3 separate regions of the Zea mays genome follow, and all the other regions are linked to region 1. A link is a contact called in public Hi-C data. All regions are on one chromosome and are shown on one strand. The core of a region is the stretch at or near the end of the contact, and the rest is flanking DNA. Distances in the headings are between cores, read along the strand shown. Region 1 holds the start of LOC542459 (formaldehyde dehydrogenase homolog 1). Region 2 holds the start of LOC100192501 (acetyl-CoA C-acyltransferase-like protein). Region 3 holds the start of LOC103627883 (phosphate transporter PHO1-2).

Evidence for each region. Hi-C and Micro-C count contacts between places; a contact is called where the count stands out from the background.
Region 2: a contact with region 1 is called in a Hi-C map of ear, with 2.7 times the contacts expected there. The contact joins the promoter of LOC100192501 here to the promoter of LOC542459 in region 1. A contact is called at or near these places in 2 of 25 Hi-C or Micro-C datasets (ear and tassel).
Region 3: a Hi-C map of tassel shows a contact between it and region 1, with 2.1 times the contacts expected there. The contact joins the promoter of LOC103627883 here to the promoter of LOC542459 in region 1. A contact is called at or near these places in 3 of 25 Hi-C or Micro-C datasets (bundle sheath, ear and tassel).

The regions. Positions count from the first base shown.
Region 1 is chr5:223,882,207-223,886,391 of Zm-B73-REFERENCE-NAM-5.0, reverse strand. LOC542459 (formaldehyde dehydrogenase homolog 1) reads right to left here and starts at 1,344. Exons shown (of 9, transcript NM_001112015.2): 1 at 1,247-1,344; 2 at 976-1,112; 3 at 466-512; 4 at 46-371. The coding sequence starts at 1,286. It overlaps LOC100274347, which reads right to left. Exons shown (of 9, transcript NM_001365845.1): 3 at 3,970-4,017; 4 at 3,741-3,873; 5 at 3,568-3,644; 6 at 3,051-3,146; 7 at 2,902-2,972; 8 at 2,306-2,396; 9 at 1,711-2,201. The coding sequence ends at 2,085.
Region 2 is chr5:224,210,862-224,214,810 of Zm-B73-REFERENCE-NAM-5.0, reverse strand. It overlaps LOC100192501 (acetyl-CoA C-acyltransferase-like protein), which reads left to right and starts at 1,914. Exons shown (of 14, transcript NM_001137721.1): 1 at 1,914-2,085; 2 at 2,200-2,276; 3 at 2,758-2,842; 4 at 3,014-3,140; 5 at 3,263-3,361; 6 at 3,444-3,511; 7 at 3,605-3,712; 8 at 3,799-3,876. The coding sequence starts at 1,999.
Region 3 is chr5:223,479,857-223,483,762 of Zm-B73-REFERENCE-NAM-5.0, reverse strand. LOC103627883 (phosphate transporter PHO1-2) reads left to right here and starts at 1,689. Exons shown (of 15, transcript XM_008648190.2): 1 at 1,689-2,194; 2 at 2,382-2,456; 3 at 2,690-2,981; 4 at 3,167-3,548; 5 at 3,810-3,858. The coding sequence starts at 1,952.

The DNA of each region.
Region 1 (4,185 bases), core at 95-2,594:
TATCCTAAATATAAAAGCAAGTAAACATACATGAAAAGAACATACCAGTAGGAACACCACAACCGAGCAGGCAGACTTTATCTAAGGGTGCCTGTGGGTTGATCTTTGCAACACTGACATCATGCACCACAGTGTACTGGCTGAATGTTGATGTCCCCATGAAATGGTAAATGGGCTTTCCATTTACAGAGAACCTGCTCTTCATATCATTCATCATGACACCTACGCCTGTGGCACTCCGGACCTTACCACAGAGGTTGGTCTTTCCGCTCTTGCAAAACTTGCATTCTTTGCATTCTGCTTGGTAGCAAGGAATGACATGATCCCCAGGCTGCACATCAGTTACTCCTTCACCGACACTTTCCACAATTCTATTAAGACAAGTAAAAGAAAAATTGTCCATCACAGCCCAACGATGAATTACTTCGTGTATAGAACTGAAGCAAATACACACACACTTATTACCCGGCAGCTTCGTGGCCAAGAATGCAAGGGAAAAGACCCTCAGGATCCTGCATAGAAAACGGAGGTATTAATATCGTTCTAGTGTTCTAACATGACCACATGGTCAACTAAATAATACCTACTATAATTGCACAGCATGTGTCTAACTAACAATACCAAGTTTCAGCAATATTCTTACGTTACAGCTGATGGCACCATCCCCTGTTAGTGAGGGAAAGTAGGAAAAAGTCTTACAGTGCGCCATCAAATCCTTGTATTTGTTTAGAATCATTATTTTATCAACCAGTCTATAAAACTCTAGGAACATAGCCACAAGATGAAGTGACAAAAATACGACCAAAACGCCAAATTATATCAGAACAGCGACTGTCCATCAGCGTCAGGATTGCCATTTGCCAATGGCTACTACACCCACCAGAGTGAGTGACCATTTCGTAGAATTTCAAGAACCCTAGATTGGAAGAAAAAAAACCAAACGAGCATGAGTAAGTTAGGAGAACAAGACAACACCTTGCCGCTCCAGGTGTAGTGGTCGGTGTGGCAGAGCGCGGTGAATAGGATCTTGACGCGGACCTCGCCGGCCTGCGGCGGCGCCACCTGCACGTCCTCGATCACGAGTGGCTTGTTCGGCTCGTACGCCACCGCCGCTGCACGCACAGACCAGCCATGAACCCCCTCACGCCAGATCAAATCGAACGTCGTACGAACAACGAACAATACAAGGAAACTGCTACCCCTACCGATGCGAAGAAGCAGGAGCACACAAGATCAAGCAGGTTACCTTTGCAGGTGATGACCTGGCCCTGGGTGGGGGAAGCCATTGCTTCCTGGGGGAGTAGGGGTTTGGGAGGTGGACGCGCTGGACGGAGCAGTGGAGAGATGTGGCTGTGAGGTCCCCGGGGATATAGCGAGAGGGGAGAAGAAGAGCAGCCGGCGGAGCAGGTGGAGGATGAACTGGACTGGGCCCGCTCTGGACTTGGGCTTCCAAAAAAAAATACCGAATCGGGCTCCCCACATTATTGGGACATGGCCACCTTGGCAGATCAGTATGAGATTCGTATAGAGAATTTTATTTCTTTCTTTTAAGTAACGAAAAAGAAAAGAGATTCACGCGGAACATAATTAATTAAGGATACGTGGTACCCAGCTTTGGATTAAAAAAAGATACCGTCAACTCTTGCTTCATGCGTGGTTTCTTGTTTTTGAGCTTGCAGATTCATAGGAAAGATCATGCTCTTCCTCGCGAAAAAAAAACCATGCAGAATATATACTCATTCATCATACTTAATTATGATGGTAAGAACGATTTTTTTCAGTTTTGATGAGTAACAGCAGTACCACACTCCGAAAGCACAATTTTGAATACAAGCAGTTCCCTGTTGCGTTCACTAACAATTTGTTCTTCAGTCAGTCCCAGGCTGACTTCCATGTTTGCTTCAATATCTCCACCGATTATTTTATCCGTAATCACAAACAATTGGCTCTTTATTTTTATACAGAACATTGCATGCACTGATACACACAAGGTCCCAGTGTATGCAATTCCCTATGAACGTTTGCCTCATTGGAGCATAGAAAGGCAAGGCATGAGGTCCACAACTTCAGCGAGTGCCTGTCAGTTACTCCGATTTGTTCTCAGAGTTAATCTGCTGGGCTAGCAACAGCAGCCCAAAAGCCGCGAATAAGGATAGGCCGGTAGATGTGTAGCCAAGAACAAGCAGTGCGGTCTTGAGCGACTGTTTTTGGAAGAAAAAGGTACGGAAGAAGTTAGCTGGAAGGTCGAATAGAACTCACAAGTTAACTGAACTTTGTAATATTCAGGTAAGCTATGTTTTATTACCTTGGCCAACTGCAGTGCATTGTCATTTGTGTATTGCGTTGTATTGTCAGGAATACTTTGCACGCCTCGTGCTAGTTGCCATGAGATTAATCTGGATCAAGTAACAAGTGTCAGATCAGATGTATTTACTTTCTAATATCACAGATGCGCTAAACCAAACAGTATGACAGTCCAATGATAACACAAAATTATGTGGAGGTGAATTCTTTACAGAAAGAAATGGGTTGACCAGCGTTTGAACTTTGAACCTCGTTTCGATGCCAGGGGGCAATTCTACCCTCTAACCGTGACAAGAAAACAGAAGGGAAAATGTAGCCCAATTCTACCCTCTACCAATCAAGGGCACAGCTAGGTTATCCATTTGATAAATGGTGTTAACTAGTTGCAGATAACTTTGGAGAATCTTTTGACGACAAATCACAAATCATGTTGGCATAAACTATGTAGCCACATGAAGTGAAGCATCAACTTCATACCACGCATCTATTGTATTTCCATATGTATTCACATGCATACTTGAGAATTAACCGATATCAATCTAGTGAAACCAAATTATACTTTCAGAATATGAAATTTTGTGTTAGTTTGAATGTTACCCAAAAATTGCCGCTACTGCAGAACCGATAGTGGCACTTTGAGCAGTCACTCCGAACTCAAGTTCTCCAAACTGGCAGGAGCAAAGGACGAGACTTAAACCATGTTCACAGCTCACATAAGGGTCATTAAAGTGTTTAGAAGCAATTACCTTTAGTCTCCTTTTTTCTTTCATAGCCTGAACATCAGATTGAACCACTGGGTGTTTCGATAGCAGCTTACCATTCTTGATCATTGTTTCAGCAATCTACAAAATCATGTTACATTTGCACATGCCCTGTGGTTTAATCTCTTGACAATAGCCGATAAAAGGTAAATTAGCAATGATGCAGAGAAAAAATGCATTGATTTCAGTAGTGATAAATTGGCCATGCTGGAATCAACTTTTTATAAAACAGAAAGAAAGAAGATATGTTTATGTGGAACCAATTTTTTTAGCAAAAAGACAACAGGCAATTGGTGGCCTGAACTTTATATATAAATCATATGCCAAGGTCAGAGCATACATGATTTGTGAAGGTACGTGGAACCATTTTAATCTCTGATCCCACTCATAGCAAATAGCATCAACAAGGTATCAAATTTGGTCATATCATCAAGTAGTTAGCCAGGTATAAGGTTGAAAGCAACTAATAGCCGGGTGGCTAGAGCGTGAGCAAGTAGCTAACCTTTTTGAGTTCTCCCTGGTTGTACTGTCCCATTGACTGAAACCTCCTTCCAGCTGACACCAGCCGCTTGCCAAACGCTACACTATGTAAAGCAAACAGCAAGGGACGCGACCTTCAGACAATTGAGGACTGAATTCTGACAAGTGACAACATCATATGGATGCAGTCCATGCCTGATTTGGCGCTGCGCGTCAAGTAGGGCTCCATCAACGGCAGCTGCTTGGCAATGCTATTTGATGTTGACGTATCAGCTAACTCCCATGCTTTTGCCAGGTTCAGGAGCAGATCACCCACTTCTTGGCCACACTATGTCTCAGCAAAGAAATGAGCATTGTAAGCGTGCTTGGTTGTGCTGAAACCTCTAGCATGTATCCAGTTGCTGAATGCTGAGTTCTTTGGTACCTCGTCGAGAACTGGCCCGTTGGAGAGATCAAACGCAGCGTCATTGAGCTTCAAGAAAGGAAAGACAATTGCTGTTATAACAAAATATGTTTTCCCACATGAGAGTAAAATTTCAGTGTGGGTGTTGTGCGATGCATACTGCTTCTGAACTGTATATATGCATATGCTACAAGTGATATTTCCACTAGAACACATACATACGGAGTAGATGTATAC
Region 2 (3,949 bases), core at 665-3,164, 330 kb before region 1:
TAAGGACTAAAGATCACAAGTTTGGTAAATGGTCTCCGAGTTGGGAAGCGCCTTATAATATTGTGTAGGTAATTTATGGTAATGCATACATGTTGGAGACATTACTAGGAGATAAGTTACCTAAAACATTGAATGGTCGTTTCCTAAAACAATACAATCCCAGTATGTGGCAGGATGCTTAGAAAGCAGGTATTCTCACATTATGTTGTACTTTTAGAAAATATGTAAGGGACCAAGTGTTTTTAGCTCACCAAACTCCACCAAAAGTTAAGGAGCATCTGTTGAGCACCAAATTTGGCACTTGGACAACCGAATGGTCTGGTCATGTGGCCTAGGCGGTTCGGTATGGCAGCTTGAACGGTCTGCGATCAGATTAATTTAGGCTAGAGTCCTTATCCCGTGCGTGGATACCCTAACAAACTCATATGAACTGTTGCATTTCGTCTAGAAATGGGTCCATACCTTCCACTATATGTATGAAGGGGTATGACATATTGAAACACACATCAGCCAAACCAAAATCCAGATTTTTTTCTTATTTATATTACGCATTAGTTGTTCAGTTTTCCAATCTCCAATATTTACCTCCTTCGACTCTACGTCATTTAGAGGAGCTTTGGATGACCTGTCGATGCCAAAGCAACCCAAGATCTTTTCTCCCCAATGAGGTCCCTCCTGAAACGAGAGATCTTAGTTTTATCAAAGTTCTTTGCGCACATTACGAATGGTTTGTCGCCTAAAAACCGACGTTCCAGCTACCTAGTACGAATGGTCCACACTCCTGCAGCAAGGACCCCAAGATCATACACGCGGACAGGCATAAGGTTCTTTTGGTGTTTGGCCCAAAGAACATTAATAGGAATATAGAGAAGAAACATAGAACGTTGTCGGTCTTAGGGCACGTACAACGCTATTAATTAGAGGGTCTCTTGAGGGTTTTAAGGAGGTAAGCAAAAAATCAAACAAAGAGTTTTTACACGATTCGCTATATATTTTCAGCTTATTCGTTTGGCTTTAGTTCGTACCGTTTTCTACTGTTTTTACAGTATTTTGTTTCTATAAATATTTTGTTTCTATAAATTACAGTCATAGTAGTTCAAAAAGATGGCTTTAATTCAAAGTGAATAACTCAACTATCTATTAAATCTAGAAACTTAGATTGCATTTTGTAGTTGTCTCTTTCTCGAAAACCAAACCGGGATCCGTACATGCACTTAAGCGGTTATACCTGAGGCTATCCGCAACCGTTATCCCTAAATTTTTCCCCTATTTTTTCATCTTCCGTAGCGGTTCTCCCTAAATACTTCCCTTATACCCCACTACAACTATAAAATATCATTTTCTATATCAACTATCAAATTTTTATCTACTAACAATTACTCGTGGACCAACAGCATAGTGTTTAGGGGATGAATAGTGACACGCTAGATCTGGGGGAAAGAGAAGAGGGCCGGCACGTAGGGGCGCTGTAGGGACACCGCTGCGGCCGTAGAGTATCCCTTACAGACGACATGCAAGGGGCGGGGGCTGCCCAGGGGCAGCGTTACCGTTAGTCTGAGGCAATATATGGAGCAGCCCAAATTGAGATCCATTGATATGATAAATAAATAAATAAATAACATCACGAGAAGACGGTACAAACGGTGGAGTGACCGATCGAGAATGGCAAAAAGAAAAGAAAAAAAAAACACGTATCTAAAACGTGCAAGCAAAGGCCACTTCTACTTCTAGAGGGTCATGGCATGGGGCATGGATGGACTGGTGCGTGTGATCCTGATCTTGCCGAGTGCAATCGAGATCCGTGCCAGCCCGTCCATACTGCGGTGGCGTGGCGGTGACGTGCCGGCGCGGCGCCGATAAGAGGTTGAGAGAGAGGGAAAAAAAGAACAATCAATTCTCCAGACCCTCCCCGGCAACCGCGTCCGGCCGTCCGCTTCCGTCTCCTTGGATAACCACGACGCCCGCCGGCAAGCGAAAGCGAAGCGAGCCAACCCAGCCATGGAGAAGGCGATCGATCGGCAGCGGGTCCTCCTGGCGCACCTCCTCCCCTCCCCCTCCGCCGCCTCCTCGCAGCCTCAGCTTGCGGTGAGCGTCCCGATCTGCTGCTCTGTTCATCCCTCTCATTCTCACGGACTGGATCGGATCCGATCGAATTGGGTTGGCTGATCGATTCCCTGCTGCGTCTGTGTGACGGTGCAGGCGTCGGCGTGCGCGGCCGGGGACAGCGCCGCCTACCAGAGGTCCTCCTCCTTCGGGGACGATGTCGTCGTCGTCGCGTAAGCCTCCCTCCCTCTTGCCTCCAACGGTTCCTCCCCTCTCTCTCTCTCTCCGATATACTCTTTTCTTCCTTTTCTGTTCCTTTCCTCCTTATGTGATCCTGCTCGATAACTTAATTCAGGCCTGGTTCGGCCTCGGCGACGGGGAAACTCAACGAATTAACTAACCTGCTTATATTTATTATTAATTAATTACCTTGTACTGTAACATACGTACTACTAGGCTATCACCCAAGCCGACTTAATTTACGATTGATAGTCATAGCGTCAACCGTCAAGGAAACCACGCACAGATGCACATCCAAGCTAGTCAAATCTGTTTGAATTCGGTTCGACAAAAAAGAAAAGAACCTTCGAAGTCGACCTACGTGTGCATTCCTTTTGTGTGAGGGAATCACTAGCTAGGCTCTGCTGTTTTAGTGCTCGCACCATCACTGTATCTACCGAAGAAATAATGCGTACGGCGTGCGTGTCACTGCAGTGCCTACAGGACGCCGATATGCAAGGCCAAGCGAGGAGGCTTCAAGGACACCTACCCAGAGGACCTCCTCACTGTTGTTCTCAAGGTTCCCTTCCCTTCCCTTTTGTTGTCTTTTAATTTCTCTCTCTCTGCTCCCATTTCACATCAAGTGGCTCACCATGCTTGACAATCATGCGTGAGACGGTGAGAGTTCCCATCGCAACCGACTTGAACGCACTCATCGGTTCTGTTACCTTTGTGTTTCCCTTCCGTCCAGGCTGTTCTGGACAACACTAGAATCAATCCAGCTGACATCGGTGACATCGTCGTTGGGACGGTGCTTGGCCCTGGTTCCCAGCGTGCAAACGAGTGCAGGATGGCTGCGTTGTTTGCTGGATTCCCTGGTAACTGATAACTGTTGTTTACGATCATGCATGCTACCTAATATGAAGAAGACGATCCTATCTTCTGGTGGACAAAAAAAGAAGAGATAATGATGCATCCCATGATGATGTTGTTGTTGCAGAAACCGTCCCTGTTAGAACTGTCAACCGCCAGTGTTCATCTGGGCTACAGGCAGTAGCTGATGTCGCAGCTGCTATAAAGGCTGGTTACTATGACATAGGTACTTAGTATCTGAATATACATGCTACTTTCGCTCTTGTGCTTTAGTTTGGCTGCTGAATCGCTGCTCTCCCTCTAAACAGGGATTGGTGCTGGTTTGGAATCCATGTCCATAAATTCCATTGCTTGGGAAGGACAAGTTAACCCAAAAGTAAGGATTATAACCACAATGTAAATTGAAATAGTTTTTTCCTTTTTACACAAAAAGGAAACTCTCGTAACACATTTTTCTCTCTCCTTGCAGATAAGCGCATTCCAGAAAGCACAGGATTGTCTTCTGCCCATGGGAATTACTTCTGAAAATGTTGCCCATCGATATGGTGTAACCAGGCAAGAGCAAGATCAGGCCGCCGTGAGTTCCTCATTAAGCATCGACTGTATGAATTAATTATCTGGGGTTTTCCGGTTAATATAACAACTAAAGCTTTTTTTTGTCAGGCTGAGTCTCATAGGAGAGCTGCTGCAGCCACGGCCTCTGGAAAATTCAAGGATGAGATCGTCCCCGTGCCAACAAAGGTAAGATGGATTGAAACTCTTCTCCCCCCTCCCCCCACTTCTTTCAAGTAGAAACTAGCAACCACTTTAGTTA
Region 3 (3,906 bases), core at 440-2,939, 400 kb after region 1:
CAAGACGTATCTCATTTGTTTCCAGTTTCTCTCCCTCTTCCTAATTCTTCTAGTCTTCTCTAATATATTGATTTAATTTTGAAAACTGTTGAATTTAAAATATCTTGTACATCAAAGTATGCCTCCTTAATTTATATGCATTGATTCTGATGCTTGGATGTATGAGGTTGTTGCTGAATTGGAGGCTGAATTCTATATTCAGGAAGAAAATGGGGTGTAGGAAGGTGCACTAAGAAACTCGGAATTTTAATTGGGTGTGTGTGTGTGCGGACCATCCGCGCTACTGTCGCGGACTGTACTGATTGCGGACCGTTCGGCCTTAGGACCGGACTGTCCGCTCTGCCTATTTTGATGCTCAACACATAGGTCGTTCGACTGAGTTATATGGGTTTTCGATCGAGATACCGATTCAGGTACAATTATTAGATTTTAAGTTGAAACCGCAGATAAGATATTTTTCCCGTTTTATCTTTGTTTTATGTTCGTCCCCTCGCCACCGTGCATGCATACGCGATGTCTGGATCGTTCGTTAGCATCCCCATCCTGGTCTGCGCTCACTGCAGTAGTATGTCGTGCTTTCGGTTGCGGGACGCTGCAACACATCAGCAGTCAGAACACTCGCTCGTCGTCCAGCGTCGTGTCACCATCCGGGTTGTTGGCATACTACTCCTCCGCGATCCGCTTTTTCACCCTCTTGCTCGTGCTCGCATCCGCATCCGCCGACCACACACACATGCACGCTAAAACCCGTGCGAAACGCAAAAATAATTTTAATCTAATCCCACGAGCTAACTAACGGTTAATGAAGCTCAGTCATAGTAGTTTCTGCGAAGAGGACTCAGGTGCGCGTGCGCATGCTGTCGCGGCGTCACCGCCACGTCAGAGCCTCGCCTCGCCGCCGGTGTGGGCGGCTGCATGCACGCACCAGGCACCACCGCACCACCAGCACCTGGTACCTCCTCTCTGATTGTGCTGGTCCTAGCTCACCGCACTAGTTAACAGGCGTTGCTTAACTTTGATAAACAAGATATAAGATGAGCACGCTGCTGATGACGACGATGAGCCAGAAGCCAGCAGCTAGCAGTTGCAGGCGTTGCGTAGAGACCAGACCAGACTCGAGAGCCCGGCCGGCCCTGCTGAATTCCTGGGACGCAAACGCAATGGCTAAGAGGCAAACGCAGTCCCAGACTTCTCGCGATGCCCAATGCATGCCATGCCATCCATGGATCCGCGCGCGCCTGTCTTTTCGCCAGAAAGATGGCGCGGAACGCACAACCGAAAGCCCCCGCCCCCCGGCCACTTTCCTTTCTTATGCCAACAAGCAAAATAAAAGCACCCATCAACTCACAGCACGCAATTCATCACTATCGATACATGTGTATCTGTATTTTCAGCGGCGTACGGTATCTCTATCTATAGTTACGCATTGCCTTGGACACCAGCATTTTTTTTTAAAAAAAAATATTTATATGTATTGTTTTTTTTTTTACATGCATATGTCATGTGTGTGTGTGAGTGAGAGAGATAGAGAGAGTGATTGAGGGCATTGTGGGAGCATGCGCAGCATGAATAATGAACTGCAAGTGCAAGCTCGATCTCCACTAGATCGAAGCAGCGCAACACGCATCCAGAATGCACATTCCACCAGTTTCTTTCTTTCTTTCTTTGCACTGCACTGCTGCTCGCCTTTATTTAATTTCTCCCCTGCATCGACCTAATATTGTTATCCCCTGGCTGGCTGGGCTAGGCTAGCCTAGCAGGTACGTAGGCTGCCCTCGCAGCACCACGCACAGGCGCACTAGCTCTCTCTCTTAGCGAGCGGCAAACCACTCTTCTTCCTCCTCCATATCCATCTCCACCTATATAAGCCGCGCGCCAGGCAGGGTTGCTTCCGCCACCACTCCTACATACCGGTCCCTGTCCCTGTCGACCCCTCGAGGCGGATCCCACGATGGTGAAGTTCTCGCGGGAGTACGAGGCCAGCATCATCCCCGAGTGGAAGGCCGCCTTCGTCGACTACAAGGGCCTCAAGAAGCTCGTCAAGAGGATCAAGATCGCCCGCCGCGACCGCGCTGCCCGTAGTACCAGCAACGACCACGACGACGCCACCACCACCACCTATGGCTTCTCCGTCCTCGACCCCGTCCGCGCCCTCGCCTCCCACTTCAACAACGCCACGCCCCCGGCCTCGCCAGTACGTCGTCGCCGTCGCCCTTAGCTTCTCTCTCGCTCGCCCCAGCCGCCCGGCGCTCGCTTGTGCTACATACTGTTCGTTGTTGTGTCGGTCGTGCTCGTGTACGTACGTACGTACGTCGTCGCCGCCGCAGACCGACCGGTCGTCGAGTGTTTCTGACGCGTCCGGCCGCTTGCGTTGCGCGCAGGAGGGCGGCAGCGACGACGCCTTGAGGAGCTTGGAATCGGATTCAGGGGAGCTCGTGAGAGCCACGGACAAGCATGTATGCAGTGCTCGCCCTTGATCTCCATGGATCGATCATCTAGCTACTACTACAGTCGTAATATTCATTATTAGTACTATCATTCTATATTTAATTAGCTGTTATGGATTGAACAAAGTAGGACAGGGAAAAACAAAGAAAGAAAGAAAGAAAGTTACAGTAACTACACACGGCTAGCTAGCTTGTTAATTGTTTACCCATGTCATGTCGTACATATACTTATGCGCATGCAGGAGCAAGAGTTTGTGGAGAGGGCGGACGAGGAGCTGGAGAAGGTGAACAAGTTCTACGCGGCGCAGGAGGCGGACATGCTGGCGCGCGGCGACGCGCTCATCGAGCAGCTCCGCATCCTGGCGGACGTCAAGCGGATCCTCGCCGACCACGCGGCGGCGTCGTCCCGGCGCGGCCGCGCGCGGCTCGCCCGGACCGGCGGGAACTCGTCGCCGCCGTCCGTGGACGGCTCCAACAGCGGCCGGCACCTCCTCTCTTCTCCCTTCGTGGCCTCGTCGCCGCAGTCCATGTCAGGTAGCTAGCTAGATAGACACGTCTGCACTGCACACCGGCCGGCAGGCACGTCCATGTCCATCACATGAACCCCACCCGCCCTTTTTTTTAATTTACGTACTGCTGATCGCATGCATATGCATGCCGGCACGCACGTGGCGTGCGTGACTGCTGCTGACATGGCATGCATGCATGTCCGCATGCAGACGGGAGCGTGCAGCTGCAGCAGGCGCGCGTGGCGGAGGGCGCGGCTGTGGCGGAGGAGGTGATGGCGGCGCTGGAGCGCAACGGCGTGAGCTTCGTGGGCGGCGGGCTGGGCAAGGCCAAGAAGGACGGCAGCGGGAAGCAGCTCATGGGGCGCGCCGCGCTGCTGCAGCTGCCGGCCACGGTGCGCATCGACATCCCGCCCACCAGCCCCGGCCGGGCCGCGCTCAAGGTGTGGGAGGAGCTCGTCAACGTGCTCCGCAAGGACGGCGCCGACCCCGCCGCCGCCTTCGTCCACCGCAAGAAGGTCCAGCACGCCGAGAAGAGCATCCGCGACGCCTTCCTCGCCCTCTACCGCGGCCTCGACCTCCTCAAGAAGTTCAGGTATATAAATAGGTTGGTTTTGAATGCATAGCATGTGACTGTGAAGTGAGTGTAGATCACTGATCACGTACTACTACACCACCGACAGTACAGGAGCCATGCACTCGCACCAGTTTATTCTATTGCACTAAACCTGTCCTTTTCTCGTGTTGTTTATTCTGAAGTGGGGCTTTTGTTGTGCGATTATGGATTGTCAAGCACTTCTTTTCTTGTTTCATATGTGTGGCGTATCTTCTGTGTGGTGTGGATGGATGGATGCAGCTCCCTCAACGTGAAGGCTTTCACCAAAATACTGAAGAAATTCGTCAAGGTGCTGGATCTGCCCTTCACCCAGAATCCAGATACCCACACGCTGACG